Regions from separate parts of the Sus scrofa genome. Here all the other regions are linked to region 2. The links are chromatin contacts, called in public Hi-C and HiChIP or PLAC-seq maps. All regions are on one chromosome and are shown on one strand. Each heading gives the region's core, a stretch centred on a gene start, on an enhancer-like site or on the middle of the called end of the contact. The rest is flanking DNA. Distances are from core to core; before and after follow the strand shown.

Evidence for each region. Hi-C and Micro-C count contacts between places; a contact is called where the count stands out from the background. HiChIP or PLAC-seq counts read pairs in DNA pulled down with a chosen protein or histone mark.
Region 1: an H3K27ac HiChIP or PLAC-seq map of alveolar macrophages shows a contact between it and region 2. The contact joins the enhancer-like site here to the promoter of CLK3 in region 2. A contact is called at or near these places in 11 of 47 Hi-C or Micro-C datasets (alveolar macrophages, brain, embryonic fibroblasts and 6 more) and 2 of 2 datasets of contacts at active chromatin or transcription factors (alveolar macrophages and skeletal muscle).
Region 3: a contact with region 2 is called in an H3K27ac HiChIP or PLAC-seq map of alveolar macrophages. The contact joins the promoter of SCAMP2 here to the promoter of CLK3 in region 2. A contact is called at or near these places in 2 of 5 promoter capture datasets (fetal liver and liver) and 2 of 2 datasets of contacts at active chromatin or transcription factors (alveolar macrophages and skeletal muscle).
Region 4: a contact with region 2 is called in a Hi-C map of embryonic fibroblasts, with 4 times the contacts expected there. The contact joins the promoter of UBL7 here to the promoter of CLK3 in region 2. A contact is called at or near these places in 3 of 5 promoter capture datasets (fetal liver, fetal skeletal muscle and liver), 5 of 47 Hi-C or Micro-C datasets (alveolar macrophages, brain and embryonic fibroblasts) and 2 of 2 datasets of contacts at active chromatin or transcription factors (alveolar macrophages and skeletal muscle).

The regions. Positions count from the first base shown.
Region 1 is chr7:59,135,165-59,137,991 of Sscrofa11.1, reverse strand. No RefSeq gene overlaps it. Among named protein-coding and RNA genes, the nearest start is that of CYP11A1, 39 kb to the left of the region's middle. Within about 2 kb of position 1,476, at least 13 of the 83 cell types and tissues checked have an H3K27ac peak or open chromatin away from gene starts, as enhancers often do. A contact at or near this core is called in alveolar macrophages and retroperitoneal adipose tissue, where this site is marked.
Region 2 is chr7:58,908,255-58,910,954 of Sscrofa11.1, reverse strand. It overlaps CLK3 (dual specificity protein kinase CLK3), which reads left to right and starts at 1,339. Exons shown (of 13, transcript XM_001927924.7): 1 at 1,339-1,444.
Region 3 is chr7:58,671,307-58,674,006 of Sscrofa11.1, reverse strand. SCAMP2 (secretory carrier membrane protein 2) reads right to left here and starts at 1,369. Exons shown (of 9, transcript NM_001243492.1): 1 at 1,186-1,369. The coding sequence starts at 1,242.
Region 4 is chr7:59,069,409-59,072,210 of Sscrofa11.1, reverse strand. It overlaps UBL7 (ubiquitin-like 7 (bone marrow stromal cell-derived)), which reads right to left and starts at 1,457. Exons shown (of 11, transcript NM_001243682.1): 1 at 1,406-1,457; 2 at 1-111. The coding sequence starts at 82. It overlaps LOC100525054, which reads left to right and starts at 1,613. Exons shown (of 9, transcript XR_002345827.1): 1 at 1,613-1,799.

The DNA.
Region 1 (2,827 bases), core at 227-2,726, 230 kb before region 2:
CCTGCCCTCCGGTCCACAGGGGCTTTTCACCAAGGGCAGCTATTGACAGGTGTGTGGATGGACCACAGACCAACGGCCTGGGATAGTCACACAGGGGGCCAAGCGTTGGGGCCAGGGGTGGGCTGAGGATCAGCTTTCTTCATGCAGCCACATTCCAGCTCTGGACTCCAGGAGTCCAAGAATTCCTTTTTTTTTTTTTTTTTTTTTTGTCTTTTTGCATTTTCTGCGGCCGCTCCCATGGCATATAGAGATTCCCAGGCTAGGGGTCTAATCGGAGCGGCTGCTGGCCTACGCCAGAGCCACAGCAACGCAGGAGCAGAGCCGCGTCTGCAACCTACATCACAGCTCACGGCAACGCCGGATCCTTAACCCACCGGGCGAGGCCAGGGATCGAACCTACAACCTCATGGTTCCTAGTCGGATTTGTTAACCACTGAGCCATGATGGGAACTCCCACTTGTCCAAGAATTCTAAACACAACCTGGCCTTCCAGGTGGTCATAAAGGTATATTTGTCAGTGTGGGAGGCTAGAGCATATTCTGTGGAGCATTCTGTTTGCTTGATTATAACTTAAATGTGTAGACATGTGTTATGTGGGCCTCAGTTTTTTACTTCTGCCCTGAGCCCAACAGATGTCAGGGGTGGGCCTGTCAGAGGCATTTCAGACAGGGCTTCCTCATTCATGATCGGAAGTTTATGGCCTCCTTCCTGTAGAAGGCCCTGAAAGGGACATGAACTCTAAAGCCCCAGGGTGAACCGTCAGCTTCCTGGAGCAGGACCAAGACCTAAAGCCACTCCTGTTTTCTGACACCTAGCTGCTGACAGTGGGGTTGTCATCCCAGGAAGCTGGGAGCCTGGGGGAAAAGGAAACAGTTCTTACTAAGCACCTGCTGCGGGCCAGGCTCTAGACCCTTCTCCCCTCAACCTCGGCAGTCCTCTGGGGACGGGGTCATTGTTAGCATCCCCATTTTGCAGATGAGGAAACAGGGTTTAGAGAGCTCACAGGCCTTGCCCAAGGTCACACAGATGGCCTCAAAGCCTCATCTCTGAGTCCAAGGTCTGCACTCTTTGTGCTTAAGCAGACAGAGATGTGTGGGGCATTTCTGGCTGGGGTGCTTGTGTGGTACTGGGGACACAGCCTAGAGCAGACCGCTGGGGGTCACCACTGGGGAGCCACATTCGGACCCCAAGCTCTTGCCACCAGCTCCTTCAGGGGCCAATCCTGAGTCCACAGTGCGGTGCCCCCAAAACCAAACGGTGTCCATGAAGCAGGCCATGTGCCAAGTCCTCCTTCGGAGACTTTTTCAGGCCCTGAGCACTTTCCCCCGAGGGGAAGAAACCCTCTGGTATGTCCTGAGAGCCACAGGAAACAGAGACATCCGGGAAACCAGCACCCAAGATAGAAGGGGAGATTAGGAACTTGTCCAGAGACAAGGCCACAGGCAGATAACATGGGGCAGATGACCCCATGGCCAGGCCACTCCACTCACTGCGTAATGCAGCCTGGGTTGAGTCACTGCGTCTCCCACGGCCTCAGCTTCCCCACTGGAGGATTGGGGAGCACAGCGTCCTTGCTGTGAGGTCTTCCTGCGGGTCACACAGGTATGTGAGAACCGGCTCTGGAGTGTGTGTGTGTGTGTGTGTGCGTGCACACATGCATGTCTAGGGAGGAGGGCCGTCAAAAGGGTTAGTTCCTTTTCCCTGAGGTTACAAAGGTAGTTCCGATTTTCAGAAAAGAGGAAGTAGGTAGATTCCTAAGAAACCTTAGACCGGAGGGGGAAGATTTGCCCTAGGCAAGCGTCTAGCTCTAAAGTTTCAGTGGGTGGGGTCCAGGTGTACCCAGAAAGGGAAGAGGTGGGAGTTCCTGTCGTGGCTCAGCAGTTATGAATCTGACTAGGATCCATGAGGATGTGGGTTTGATTCCTGGCCTCGCTCAGTGGGTTAAGGATCTGGCGTTGCCATGAGCTGTGGTGAAGATCACAGATGCAGCTTGGAACCCGAGTTGTTGTGGCTGTAGCGTAGGCTGGTGGCTACAGCTCCTATTCGACCCCTAGCTTGGGAACCTCCGTATGCTGCAGGTGTGGCCCTAAAAGCATGGAAAGAAAGAAGGAAGAAAAGAAAGAAAGAAAGAAAGAAAGAAAGAAAGAAAGAAAGAAAGAAAGAAAGAAAGAAAGAAAGAAAGAAAGAAAGAAAGGAAGAAAGAAAGAAAGAAAGGAAGAAAGAAAGAAAAGGAAGGAAAGAAAAGGAAGAGGTGACAAAGCTGTGGAGCACCTCCCCTGAATCCTCATCTGTACCACCACTCCCTCCTGGGACCTTTCACCCAGGCACTGGGGAGGGTGGTAAGGACCTGGAGGCCCTCCCAGGCTGGGTGCATCAGGTGACACAGGGCCAGGGGGCATCTCTGGTCAGGTCACGCTCCTCAAAGACGGCTCGGTTCGGCATCTGAAGCCTGCTGAGTGAGCAGGGCCCAGATGATCCCTCCTGGTGGGCTGGTCTCCACCGGCAGGCCTCAGCCTCCCTCCCTGCCAGTCCCTTCTCTTCTGCCTCCCAGATGTCACAAGGCTTCCCTGCCTCCCTGTCTTTGTTAGGGCCCCTCTCGCCCTGTGACTATAGGGTTGCCCCATCTGGAGGCCCTTCTGTTGGGAGGCCCTCTGAGGATCTCTAGCTTCAGGCCTGGGGGAAGAATCAGACCGGGAGGGGGGCCTGCACCCCCACATTTGGGAAATTCTTTCAAAAGGCACCCCTACTTTCATGGGGTTTCATTTATGGTCTCCTTAGCACAGTGGAAACAATCATATTTTCTGCAAAAGATGTTGACTCTTCCCTC
Region 2 (2,700 bases), core at 90-2,589:
ACCCGTTTGAACTTGGCTTTGGTTGTTTACTTGCAGTGGGAGTGGTGGAACTAACGGAGATTTGTACTAAGCACCTGCTCAAGCCATGCCGTCAGACCCCAGTTTAAGGGGGAACTAGAGGTTAGAGACTGTAGAGGCCTCGCAACTCCGGAGGGGTCGTTTCCTTTTGGAATCCGCCTCAGTGGCTGGGAGACTAGCCGGATGTCAGGGGCGTGACCAGCCCTCGCTGCGGCGAGGGCGGAGGCGGGGCCGGGGCTGGGGAAAGGGGTGGTGACAAGCAGGCCCACGCGGTGCTGGGGAAATGCTGCAGCCTTCGCAGTTCAGTCCCCGGGAGGGGCGGGGCCCGGAAGGATGCTGTGTCCCTCCTTCTTGGGCCCTGGCGTGGCTAGGGGGCAATTAGAGGCCGCTCCCGCCCTCTTTGACCGACGCCAGCGAGAGCCGGGGGGGGGGGGGGGCCAGGGAGTGCACGCTCATAAACCGCGAGGTCTCCCAAAGGACCTGACCTCGGTTTTCTCATCTGGAAAAGATGACCTCCTTATCTCCCTATGACCAAGAGCGGGGCAGTAGGTGGCCGGGGCTTCGGTGAGCCCGCGCCGGCGGCGGGGGCAGAGAGGTCACCAGGTGACTCCAGGGGAGAAATAGGAGTGAGGGGGGCCGCGGGGCTTTTCTTCGGCGGGGGTGGGACGCGGGTGGTTATGAACTAAGAAACAACTCTGGTCTGCTCACTGCCGTGCCCAAGAATGCTCAAGGAAAACGAGACCCCCTTTTACCCCAGAACCCGTCCCTTTCCCTTCAAAGGCCCCGCCGACGTGACTCTCCAGTATCTTCCCAGAAACTGCAGTGCACATACACCGGGCTTGGACGCGCCGCCATGACTTTAAAAAGCTCCTCCACACATGAATAAGGTCTCATTTGCTTCTTTCACATCAGCGGGAGTCGGGAACCTCCTTCCCGATCCTCCGTGGGCTTTAGCGCCCTCCAGGGCCTCGAGGCCGGGCTGGCGCTCAAGGCCTACCCAGTTTTCACTTGAGGCGACAGCGAAACAATGCCCTCCTCCCGGCGCTCAGGAAAGGAAAGGCCAAGCGGGCTTGGGCGGGGTCGGGGCTCCACCTTTCGGCTCTCAGCGCCTGTCCACCGGTGCCCCCCGCCGCATCTTTGAGGCCTACGTGCCTCGTGACACGGCAGGGGGCGGGCCGCGGCTGGGGACATCCCCTCGGCCCTCCAGGAACCAGGTTCCACCGCCGCCGCAGCGACCCAGGTGGACAGGGCGGGTCCTCCAGAGTCTTCGAGTTCACGGCTAGAGGGGCCAAGTCGCCGAGCTCAGTCGACCGACGGCTGCGTCACGGGAGGGGCGGGCCCGCCACGGGCGGAGGCCGGAGCCGGAAGCGGAAGAGGCGCTCGGAGCGGGGAGTGGGGCCTAGCCTCAGCCGGAGCCTGGGAGACGGTGAGTGTGGGGCCCTGGCCCGCGACGAGGAGCGGGGGGTTGAGTCAGAGGGGCGGGTACGCTGGGTGTGGGTCCCCGGGCTTCTAGTTCGGGCTTGGTCTGCTCTCTTTCGTTCTCTTGGCCCATCTCAGGCCGCGGCCCCGACCTCTCACCCCTGACCTGCCGCTTCTCCCCCAGAGGGCGGTCACAGCAGACCCCAGTCTCTCGATCCTGTGCGTCCGAGTCCGAACCTGTGAGAGGCCCCTGAGGGCCCTGCAGGGATCCACCTTCGGCCCTATACCTGCCCGCGGAATGGGGTCAGGGTCCTACCTGCGACAGCCTGGAGGGGCTTTCAGACCCCTCCCCTAACCCTGGCTCGAGGCTGGGTCGGCAGACTCCTCCTCTCCGCGCGGCTTGGAGTCTGATTCCGGCCCAAGCTGGCTTTCCTCCTGCCCGCCTCCCCCACCCCAGGTCTCCCCTCGCCTCCATTGGCGGCGGTTACCAGGAACCCGCCTCAGATCTCTGGGACCCGCGGCGTCAGGAAGGACGCGAGCGAGGGCTGCGGGCCCCCTGATTGTTTTGTTGTGATGATGGAGCCGCTCCAGCCCGGAGGAGGGGCCGAGCCAAGCTGACAGTACAAATGCCCGGGCTGCTGCATGGTCCAGGAGTCTCTGTGCTTTAGTTCCGGGTGCGGGTGTCCTGGTGTGGAGCTGGGGTGGGAATCGCCTGAGCCAGGGCCCCGTTGAGGCGGAGTTGGCGGCCTTCCAGCTTCCCTCCTCCATGCCCTTGAAAAGGAGGAGCGTTTCTCCCGGTGGTGGCGGCTTGCAAGGTGGCAGGTTTGAGGTTGCAGTGTTGGGGCAGCGTCAGCCAAAAATAACCATGGGGCGCTGGGGTGGCTGGGATCCGGCAGGGCTGCCGCTGACTTGGCTGGCTGCTCTTGTCAACCCAGTTCTCTGGCCAGGAACAGCAAATGAGAAGACAGCTAGGCCTGTGCTCAGAGAAAAGCTGGCATCCTCGCCCTGGTTTCTTTCACATTACCTTTTTCTTAATTGTGCCAAGCAGAGCCTTCTGGAACGTAATTGTGGCCCTTGTTTTTCTTTTACAACCTGTTTGCTGGGGTCTCAGAGAATCAGAGATAATTGAGGAGAAATGGGCCCTAGAACCCTAGCTGGGAGGATTATGAGGGGCATCTGGTGTTACCATTATTTCACCTGCCTAGAATGTGTTAAAACAGGGGAGATTATGTCCTCTCTGATTGCCTTGCGTGTGATACTTTA
Region 3 (2,700 bases), core at 120-2,619, 240 kb after region 2:
ACCAAGAAAGAGGCACAAAATGTCCATTATCTGACATTCATTCTAGTCTCCTTTGTGTTTGTTCTGACCCTTGAAGGTGGATTCAAGGTGGGAAAGCTCATGCTGTGAGGTGCAGCAAGGACCCCTCCAAGGACTCCCCCTACACCTGCAGGAAACTTGGAAGTTGCCAGTGACCAAAAAAAGTACAAGCAGGATGAGTTCATCTGCCTGGTGACATCCTGACAAAGCAGAAAGCTCAGGGCTCATAAATCACCCGTCAGCACAAGCAAGCTTCCCGAGAACTGGTTTTGGACAGACATGAAACGAGAGGCACGGGAGCTTTGGAGCTAACTGGAATCCCAACCCTTCATCATGAGTAAGAATACCCCTGTGCTCTTAGCTCAAAGGCAGAATGGTTTTTACTTTGAGTAGGAAGTTTGTTTTCTCCTTGATTATTTGTTCAAAGGGTCAAGGCAGCTCATAGGTCAGGGCATCTCAACTACCTCGCCATCACACATAGATCCATGAGACCAACATTCCTTGTGCTTCAAGATCACCAGAGGCTCCGCACTTCTCCTCCCTCTCTAACCCGGGCTCTCCCATCTAGCCAAAATCCAGTCAAAAACAGACCCACAGCGGAGGTGTGGAATTGTTATCAAGGCCGTATTTCAGTTTGGGTTACCAGACTTCCTTTCCTGATAAACCTCAGCGGCTCTCCTACACCTTATACAGTAGTTGGCTGTGTCTGTGTTGTGGAGGGGTGGTCTTGGGATTTTCTCCACTTTCACCCCAATTATAGGGTTCCACCACCTCATTAGGTTGCTGCCATCTAAAGTGACTCAAGGCTGGTGTCTCCCCAAGACTGTGGGATGTAGCCACACTACCCCCTCAGGTGAAATCGCTTCTCTCTCTGAAGCTGAGGATCTCCTTGATCATGTCCTTCCTCAGCAGTGTCCAGTTAGAGGGGCTACGTCTGGGGAGCTACATGGTCCCACCTCTTTCCAAAGTACAGCGCCCCGCCTCCTCTGCTATTCCACCTGCTGATAGTCCCGCCCCCCAGGAGCTATGATAAGCCAGCCCTCAGAGCCTGCTCTCCCATTGGGCAGATAGCCCGTCCCTCCTATGCCACGTCTCCCGACCCTGGCGAAAGAGGCCAGGGCGGTGCGGCCTTTGGCACTAGAGAGCGCTGTAAGATTAGGACTCTACCTGGAAAGGGTTTACGTCCACTGGGTCCGCGAAGGGGTTGGTGTCGAAGGCCGACATGGCGATCGGGGTCCAACGGGCTAGCTCCGCGAGCGTTTCTGCCTCTTGGCACCCAGACCCAGCGGTGCTCTTCTTGCAGACCCTCCACTTCCGGGAGCGAGGCAGCCGTTCTGGCGCAGGCGCAGCATCCTCCCAGAGGGGCGTGGTGGTGTGACGTAACAGAAATCCGCTCCGCCCTCCTGCCCAACCCAGTATGGAGCAGCTCGTGGGCGTTCCGCTTCCATCAGCTGCTTCCCTGTGCTGGTGCGTTTAGGGTCTGGGAGACCACAAGGGACTTGAGAGAGGCGGGGCTGGAGCGTTCCCAATTGCTTCTCGGTCAGTTAGCTTTCAGCATTGAGAACTCCCCAAAGTAAACTCAAGTAAACTTCCCAAAGTGGGCCTGGAAACTTAACCCCTTAACTTCCTTGGAGGGCAAGTTTAGGAAGCATGCACAGGTTAGGTCCGGAAACAGAAGTCTAAGCCTATGGCGAGAGTAGGGAATAGAATTCCTGACCCAGAGAATTTCGCCAGGCTAGGAAAGTGTTCTAGTGGTAGCAGCCGAGCAGAGAGGTTCTTTTAAGAACCGGCAGTGCTGCTGTTCCCGACACTAGCTGAGCCCTGACTCTTTCAGGCCTTGACCCCTAATGTCAAGTTTTATCTTATCGTTTCAGGGATGAGGATCCCTCAGCCCGGTCAGGTTTAAGGCCTGAGCAGGGATTAACCTGGGGATCAAGCATTTATCCAAGCAAGTGGGAGTTCAGCAATAGAACCATCAGCCATGGGAGAGATGGCTGATTCGCCCCCCACAAACTCACCTTATTTATTCCTGCCTTTTTACAGTTCTGCTGCCACTGAATCCAGCCAATCATCCTTTACTCTGGATGAGTACAGGGCTGCTAATTTGTCTATTGTTCGTGTTGTAACCAGAGATCCATTCGAAGGAGGCAAAATTAGTAGGGAACTTTCTGTTTAAAACTCTTCAATTATTTTCCATAGAGGCCCAAATTCTAGTTTGGCCTCCAGGTCTTAACAAGATCTGCCTCCACCTATCAACTCTTCTCATTCCTTCTTGTGCCTACCCTACCACCACAACATAGCCATGTGCATCCCAACTCTCCTAGTAGCTTTTCAGTGCTTCAGACTTCCCTTGTTCCTCCTGCCTCAGGGCCTTTGCACTGGACTTTTCCTTTTTCTGGTATGCTCTTAGCCCATGCTCTCATCATACCCCAGTTAACTCCTACTTATCCATCAAATCCAAGCTTATATGTCCCTTCCTCAGGAGTAGTCTCTCTTCACCAGAGATTAGATCAGCCCCACCCCCAATATAAACTCTTATATTACCCTGTGCTTTTCCTTTATAATACCTTGCACATTGTAAGTACACGCTTGTATAGATGATTTTTTATTTGTGTCTGTCTCTCCTGCTAGACTATAAGCTCCACAAGGGCACGAGTAGCCTCTGTTTTCCTCATTATTTCT
Region 4 (2,802 bases), core at 208-2,707, 160 kb before region 2:
CCTCTGGCAACCGAAGAATAGATTTGGGGGCAAGTGGCTGGTCAGCCAGCTTCACCGCCAGGTGCCAATCTGAGAGAGACATCCTCTCTCTTTCGCGCTCTCTCTTTCTCCCTGGAAAGGAACAAAGCCTTAATGGTTAAAGGACAGACCATCACTCTACACCAGCCCCACCCCACCAAGGGGCTAAATGAGAGATAACTCAGTGTGACACTGTTGAAAAAGCCTAGGAAGCAGCATCAGGAAGCTAGAACTAGAATCTGGGGTCCTCTCTCATCCTATGACAGAGAGCAAGGAACTTCAGCTCTCTAGGCCTCAGTTTCTTTGGCTTTCAAGTAGATATAAAAATGCCATCCCAGCTAACAGGAATGTTGTGAGATTCAAATGAGATCATCCAACCCTCTCCCCTATGTACACTCTTCATTATCTCTTGCTTTAACTGCTACAACAGCCTCTTGCCTCTCCCTATCAAATATCCATGCTGCCAGCCAACTTGTTTTAAAACCAGATCCGATCAAGTCATTCCTCTGCTTAGAACCCCTCCAATGAATCCAAACCACCTCTATGAATAAGTCTAAATGCCACAGCCTGATTTTCAAAACCATTCACACCTTTTCTCTCTGACAACCGCCTTCCCCAAGAGCTCTGGGCTGCCCCACCCTCCCCAACACTTAGGTCTATCCTCAGGAAGCCTGGATTCACAACAAAGTTCTCCTCACTTTATACCTCTGCTCATCTGCTAACTCCTCTACATGTAATTCCTCTTCCCTCTTCAGTCTCTAAGCAAACTCCTACCAAGACCAACCCAAACACAACCTCTCTGTCCTCCCTCCCTCCCCTCTGTTGTTCTCACATTCTCTCATGGCAAAGGATTACAAACATCTGTTTACATCTCAATCTCCCCGCATCCCATTCGTAGAGGCCCTTGACAGCAAAGACTAGAATTTTTTGTCCTTGTTGTCCCAATGCCCAGTACATATGGGTGCCTAGAAAATGAATCTGAAACTATGAGAAAGAATCTTGTAAGGCAAGCCAGGCCACTGTTATAATCAATATTGCTTCCAAAGTGGCTTCTTTGGAAGAGGAAAGAAAGGCTTCGAGGCCGTCCAGCAGACCCCAGGGCACCCTCAAAACCTTCCATCTTTGCCTTTAAACAGGAAGGAAATAGGTCTTTTAATATACCCTATCTCATTTAATCCTCTCAAATGGACCCCGAGGCAGGCATTATCATCTACGTACTACAAAGGAACTGAGGCTCAAAAAAGTGAAATCAGTGGCCCAAGGTCACTGACAGTTAATACTGGGACAGGAATACTATCTCCTGGGTGACGACCCCACCATTCCCATGGGACCTGCGAACTAGTCAATACGCATTGAGCCCGCGCGGCCCGGGACCCAGCGCCCTCACCCGTCCCGCGGAAGGAACCCGGCCGCAGGGCCGCCGTGTAAACACTCACTCAGGTCCTCTCGCCGGAAACCGGAAGCTCCGCGCTGCATTCTGGGAGTTGCAGTTCCTACTGCGGCTCCTGCTCCTTTATAAGCAGCTTGCCGGCGAGAGGCGCTAGTTGCAAAGTTTCCGGTTCCGGGGAGGGTGTGACTTCGCGACCATTTGAAAGTTACGGCGCGAGGGTCTCTGGGTGCTTTCGCCTCAGAGGGTACTGAAATTGTTAGTGTTCTAGGGTGTGGGTCTCTTGGGTCGTAAGAGCAAGGCTTGGTGTGAGGTGTACTGCCCGGTGATTCCCGCACTGTCCTGGGACGCATGCAGAGTCCGTAGGTTACGCCAGGTCCTTACAGCGTCACAGGTGGGAACGCCCGCTGCCGGGCTCTCGGCCTGATTGCGGACCCCAAATGCTCCAACCTTTCCCTCTGGGAGGGCCCTTTCCCGAGCAGCTTCTTCAGACACTCCTCAGCGGTTCTTTGCAGCCCTCACAGAAAACGACTTGCCCTCGGTGAAGTCAGCCTCTTTTGTGACCCTCGCCTCTGGATTCTCCCGACTAAACCTCCCTGTGGGGGCTTACCAGGAACCCAATGATGACTTCCTCGAAAAGTCAGTTCTTAGGAGTTAGCAAACCGGGTTCCTGGTCCGCCCCAGTATGCGATGGTGGGATTTATCCAGGTCATTAATGGAATCAATTCGGGGAGGGGAATTTTCACTGAATTCTCATAGAAAATGCATACAGTCGTCCCTAGGTATTCGCGGGGCATTGCTTCCTGCACCTCCTCCTCCCCCCGCGGATACCAAATCCGCGGATACTCACTTTATGCAAAATGGCATATAGTCTGCCCTGCCTATTCCCGAATGCCCTGTCCCTCGGATACTGAGGGGCCAACTGATTTTATTGTTGTTGTTGTTGTTTTCTTTTTAAGGCCGCACCAACTGTATTTTAGATGCATGGTTAGAGTGGATTGTATTTGCGCAGGTGTTAGGCCTCGCCAATCAATTAAGGGAGCCACTTTTCTTCTTTTTTTCAATGGCCACACCTGCAGTATATGCAAGTTCCCCAGCCCAGGGGTCGAAATGGAGCTGCACCTGTGGCCTAGCCCCCGCCACAGCCACGCCAGATCCGAGCCACATTGGCAAGCTACACTGCAACTTGTGGCAACACCAGATCCTTAACCCACTGAGAGAGGCCAGGGCTTGAACCCGAATATCCTCACAGAGACAACTGTAGGGTTCTTAACCCACTGAGCCACATGGGAACTCCTTTTTTTTTTAATTTCTTTTTCTTTCTTTTTTTTTTTTTTTGACTGTGCCCAGGGCATATGGAAGTTCCTGGGCCAGGGATGCAACCTGTGCCACACAGG